2 separate regions of the Mus musculus genome follow, and region 2 is linked to region 1. The links are chromatin contacts, called in public HiChIP or PLAC-seq maps. All regions are on one chromosome and are shown on one strand. Each heading gives the region's core, a stretch centred on a gene start, on an enhancer-like site or on the middle of the called end of the contact. The rest is flanking DNA. Distances are from core to core; before and after follow the strand shown.

What was found. HiChIP or PLAC-seq counts read pairs in DNA pulled down with a chosen protein or histone mark.
Region 2: a contact with region 1 is called in an H3K4me3 HiChIP or PLAC-seq map of the SCID.adh cell line, with 5 times the contacts expected there. The contact joins two enhancer-like sites. A contact is called at or near these places in 6 of 39 promoter capture datasets (the HPC-7 cell line, HPC-7-derived erythroid cells, embryonic stem cells and 2 more), 1 of 15 datasets of contacts at CTCF or cohesin (the G1E-ER4 cell line), 2 of 484 Hi-C or Micro-C datasets (bone marrow-derived DN2 thymocytes and pre-megakaryocyte-erythroid progenitors), 2 of 115 datasets of contacts at active chromatin or transcription factors (the SCID.adh cell line and T-cell acute lymphoblastic leukemia) and 3 of 9 other capture datasets (adipose tissue, liver and macrophages).

Annotation. Positions count from the first base shown.
Region 1 is chr3:20,236,555-20,239,344 of GRCm38.p6, forward strand. The region is part of intron 3 of Cpa3 (carboxypeptidase A3, mast cell); the gene reads right to left. Among named protein-coding and RNA genes, the nearest start is that of Cpa3, 4.2 kb to the right of the region's middle. Within about 2 kb of position 1,262, at least 4 of the 459 cell types and tissues checked have an H3K27ac peak or open chromatin away from gene starts, as enhancers often do. A contact at or near this core is called in the SCID.adh cell line, where this site is marked.
Region 2 is chr3:20,326,877-20,329,815 of GRCm38.p6, forward strand. All of the region lies in intron 1 of Agtr1b (angiotensin II receptor, type 1b), which reads right to left. Among named protein-coding and RNA genes, the nearest start is that of Agtr1b, 39 kb to the right of the region's middle. Within about 2 kb of position 1,680, at least 1 of the 459 cell types and tissues checked has an H3K27ac peak or open chromatin away from gene starts, as enhancers often do. A contact at or near this core is called in the SCID.adh cell line, where this site is marked.

The DNA.
Region 1 (2,790 bases), core at 12-2,511:
CCTGTTTCTTTTCATTCATTCTTTTTTTTTTTTTTTTTTTTTTTTTTTTTTTTTTTTTTTTTTTGGTTTTTCGAGACAGGGTTTCCCTGTATAGCCCTGGCTGTCCTCGAACTCACTTTGTAGACCAGGTTGGCCTCGAACTCAGAAATCTCCCTGCCTCTGCCTCCCGAGTGCTGGGAATTGGCTAATGATATTCATCACAAGGATCTTCTTTGGTTTGTATCCATGGCCCCAAGACTCAGACTGTTACATAGCTCATGGCTGTTGTTCAATCAATTGTACGTTCTTTTTACTGTTCTGTGGGCCAGAATGAGTCATTCAGTAACTTCCGTTATTTAAAATTCTCTCTTCTGGAATTTAAGTCTTGATCTATTGCTTTATTTTTGTTTTGATGAGGTCAGTTTTCTCTCCTAGAATATGATTTGTTGATTGATTATCTGATATGTGTGAATGTGTACACACACACACACACACACACACACACACACACACACACACACAGAGTGCTGGCCACTAACCATAGTTCATGTACTCTGGATCAGTGGTATTGATGTGCCCCACTTAGGTTGTCCTGCTGGTTCATATTGGAACTCTCTTCTTACGGAACAGATTAGAACAAATGTAAAATAGGGTGTGAACTGTCAATAACCTTATCACCTCTATAAACATACTCCAATAGTCTGAAAGAAACTGTGAATTTTATCTTTATCTTGTATATATAGCACTTTAGTATTTAGCAGGCTCAACTTAAAAATAGCTCCATTGTGTGGCTGGAACTGGAAAATATTTTACTGAATGATGTAACCCAGACCCAGGAAGATAAATGTCAAATGCCATATGCTCTCTTCTCTCTGTGATACTGAGTCTCAACTCTTAGATTTAAGTACATAACCTAGAATAATTGCAGAAGTCAGGAAAGTAGAAAGGGAGAATGGAATGAATAAGGAAAAGCACTTACCCCAGGAGGGTAGAAGGAGAAAGGACAGATAAATACACCAAGAGTATTTGAAAAAGCTATAGGAAAAAACATTGTCTTATAAACTTACTTTTATAAACACACCCAGAATTAATATAGAGTTAGTGGAGTTCTGCTGCATGAGGGGATAATGGTCCCCCACAAAGCCACAGACTAACAAAACCCCCAGTGCTGTTGATCAGGGGGATCCAAGGCATCACCCAAAACAACATAGGATATTGCCATTGCCCTCGGTTGCTTCCCATATTACTGAAGACACAATACATTTCAGACACAACACTTAGAGCAATTGAGATGAAGCTGACATGGAGCCATTCTCCCTGAGATAATTCTTTTACAGTATCAGGAGGTGTTGTGCAGGCTGCCACAGGAGAGAGACATTCAACAATCCTACCTGGTTGTAAACTTATTCACCCCTAACAATGACAATAATGACCATCTGGCAAGGTAAGATGTCCCAGTGGTACAATAGTGATTATTTATCATAGCCACATTTTCTTTCTTCCTTCCTTCTTTTCCTTCCCTTTCCTTCCCTTCCCCTCCCTTCTCATTCTGTTCCCATTCCCTTCCTTCCTTCCTTCCTTCCTTCCTTCCTTCCTTCCTTCCTTCCTTCCTTCCTTCCTTCCTTTCTTTCTCCCCCTCTTTCTTTCTCTCCCTCTTTCTTTCTTTCTTTCTTTCTTTCTTTCTTTCTTTCTTTCTTTCTTTCTTTCTTTCTTTCTTTCTTTCTCTCTCTCTCCCCCTCCCCCCTCCCCTCCCCCCTCCCCCTCCCCCTCTCCCTCTCCCTCTCCCTTTCCCTCTCTCAGCAGGGTTTTATACAGTACCTAATCTGTCTCTATGTAGTCCTGGCTGTCCTGGAAATTTCTATGTAGACTAGATTGTCCTTGAACTCACAAAGATCTTCCTGCTTCTGCCCCCAGAGTACTGGGATTGAAGGCATGTGCCACCATGCCCAGCCAATTGCACTTTTATTTTAAGGATAAGCAATAGCTGTTTAGTTGGAATTAAAGCCCATTCAGTAGAAGGGAATTTATGTATACCCATGGCTGGAGATGCTATCCTTTAATATAGTTCCTCATATTATGGTGACCCAAACTATAAAATTATTTTTGTTGCTTCTTCATAACTGTAACTTTGCTAGTTGTCAGTTATAGTGTAAAAATTTTTGGAAATAGAAGTTTGCCAAAGGAGCCACAATAGGTTGAGAACCACTGCCATAGAGAGCAACCTATTACTGCTATTTCCCTAAACCAATATAACTTCTTACTGTACACTATCCATATACTCATAGATAGATTTACTTTTCACATATCACCAAAGAAGCTTCATTTTGCAAGATATGAAAACTTAGAAAAGTTCATGGCTGTTCACCACTGCAGAGAATAAGTGACTATGAGCCTCTTGGCCTCAGTTTGACCACCTAGAATATATATTTTCTGCCTAAGGCTTGCGGAGCACTGTGGAAGAGAGGGAAGAAGAACTGAAAGGTTCAGAGGATCCAGATGCCCAATGCAAGACTGTCACTTCTAGACACAACAGGTTTGCCATGAAATTCATGAAGTCCCAACTACATAGTTGCTTATACAATATCTGCATATTAACCACACCAGTTAACATGCCAACATGGATGGGGCAGATTTCACAAGACCCACCACTAGAGGAAGATCTACAAGAAGCTGATAACTGCTGAAGAAGGGATTATCAGTTTTCTTCAGGGATGAAGCCTGTGATATGTTATATAGTCCCATGTAGTCATCCCTAAACACACGTACATACAAGCAACACTAAGTGGACTTAGTAATGGTGTGTCTGTGTGT
Region 2 (2,939 bases), core at 430-2,929, 91 kb after region 1:
ATGTCTACATTTCCCCAGCAACGTTTCAGGGAACAACTTCCAGTAATTATGCACTATAAATTCATTAACTCATAGAAATTGGCATTGAAATTTTAGTCTTTGCTAATTTCTTAAACAACGAGCCAAACAACCTACCAGCCAACCAACCAACCAACCAACCAGACAAACCAAAACACTAAACAAAAAAACTACGTCTTATTTCTTGACAATTTATGCCTATTTTATGACTGCTGTGTGTTCTTTTATTTCCTTAAGCATTTTGAATCTCTGTCTATTAAGAAATCTTATCTGTTTCATGCTGTGTGTGTGTTTGTACATTGTGTGTGTATGTATGTGTGTGCGTGTGCCACAGCACACATGTTCAGATCAAAGGACAACTTAAGAGAGTCCTTTCTCTCTTTTCAACTATGTGCCCTGTTAATCTAACCTGGACACTAGGCTTTGGTGCCGTCTCCTTTATGAAAGGAAATGAAGAAGTTCCTTTCAACCTGGCATATGAATGTTGATAAAAGTATAATGTCAATACCATATCTTAGTTTCTCAAACGTAGTTCAAGATAAATCTCTCTACCTTGAAATCCCTATTCACTTTGAATTATAGTCAAAATAGCACATGCATGTCCTCCCAACCATCCCAAACTTTTGGTTGCTTTTTGCTTTTTGTAATTTCAAAATGAAAAAAAGAATGGTAGTGATCAAAGATATGTGATCAAGTGTGAAGGGGTTTGCAGCCCCACAGGAGGAACAACAATTATGAACCAGTATCCTCAGAGCTCCCAGGGACTAAACTACCAACCAAAGAGTACACGTGAAGGGATCCATATGTAGCAGATGATGGCCCTGTCAGTCATCAATGGGAGGAGAGGCCTTTCATCCTGTGAAGGCTCTATTCCCCATTGTAGGGAAATGCTAGGAATAGGAAGTGGGGGTGTGGGAGTTGGTGACCAGGGGAAGGGGGGAGGGAATAGGGGGTTTTTGGAGGGGAAACCAGGAAAGGGAATAACATTTAAAATGTAAATATAGAAAATATCTAATAAAAAAAAAGAAAACAAAAAATCCTCCTGTGACACAATGATTTTCTCAGAAAATATTCTCTTTATATTAAATATAAATAGTTAAATGGTGGATGGGAGTTCAAGGAGTGAGGAGAGGTGAAAGTTCTAGAGGCTAGGAAAGGAATGAAATGAAAGCCTGTAAGTATACTGACTGATGTCTTCTCCATGCTCAGATTCTGCAGGTATATAAAGTCACAGAGTTTTCCACTGTGCTCATCACAGTTCATTACATCAGTAGCCTGGCCATGAGGAATAAAACAGAGTTCTGATGGTATGGTCGTGGAGCCTGCACAAGACATTCCTAGCTAATGAGTGGAAAAGCAAAAACTATTGTGAGCTTCTCAGTAATATTTTTGTTATTCCATGTGTCAACCTCCCTCCTGCAGATTAAAAAGCAATTTTATTTTATTTTTAATTATGTGTATATCTGTGTGTGGATATGAGCCTCTGAATGCAGGTATCCATGGGTGAGGAGCAAAGCGATCTGATCTCCTGGACCTAGAGTTAAAGGCAGTTGTGAGTTGCTTGATGTGGGTGCTGGGGATGGAATTTAGGTCATCTGCAAGACAGGCTCTTTTCTCCATTCACAAACATCCTCTCTCTCTCTCTCTCTCTCTCTCTCTCTCTGTGTGTATCTTGATTCAATTGCTGAAACTGTTTTGTTTTACTTTAAAACACCACTTGAAAGGGAAGACTAAGTGACTACTTAGGCAAGACAGTGCAGATTTAGACCCTCTGAATCTAGAATTTATGTGCATCATGAGTTGATGCTAGTCATTGTTATCTACATGACAGTAATTTTAGATTAAAGTTTTAAATACACGAACCACGGAGCTATAAGACTTAAATCTAAAAGCAGAAAATAAACATTATAATGAGTACATTTCTCCAAGTTACTCAGTGTTCCTATCACAGTAGGAATACTCTTTGAACTACAGTCTGCAAAGCAACCCTGGAAAAGGACACAGTTCTGATTGTGGCTTTCTCATTCGCTAACTTTGTGAAATTGACTAAGGCACTCAAAGTCTTCAGGCTTCTGCAACCTTTAGGGAGCTTATACTTAACAAAAACCCCTGGAAGCACCAAAATAGCATAGTATTTCTTTTCATCTTTTGAAGATGAAGGCAACTTGTCAAGCAAAACATATTAAGTCAAAAAATATTAAGTCAGGTTTTTTTTGTGTAAGTATATGTAATGGTATATACTAATAATCCTATATTGAACACAGTCTTTCAATTATAATAACAAAATAAAAATTTTCAGAATAAATAACGAATTTACATGTATAATCTATTAAGTAAGAGTTTGATTCTTTTTTTATAAAGTTAACATTTGAGGAAAATGCTTTTCACGTATACTGGTAGATCCTGCTTAGATTAGTTTGTTTCAATCCATTTATAGTCAAAAGCTGTGAGCCTTTGTGGAATTCATGTTTATTTAATATGGTTGCAAGGTGAAATGGTATGAAAAGAATGGTTTATGGTGAAAAAAATTAAAAGCAAGCCCTTCAGTCAGGGAGGCAAGATTGTGGTACCCTACAAAAAAAGGGCACAAGGTGAAATTAAAATATGTCACAGGAAAATGAACAGAGTCATGAATTCTTTGTGACAAGATATAAATTATTAGTTTTACAATTGGTTTATGTGGTTCAGCTGCCCAGGTAAAAACAGAGGTGAGTGAAGAGGGAAGATCTTTACAACGTCTTCTAGCATCTGGACGATGCAATCAGTAGAGTTTAGAGAATGTCAGAACCTCTGTCCTAAGAGAATCAATGGCAGGAAGGCAATGTTATCTGGTTGTGTTCTAGTTAGGTTTTGAGACCACATTCTTGTATGTGTTATAGTTTTCATAAACTTTAAACACTTTTAGATTCACTTCATTTTAT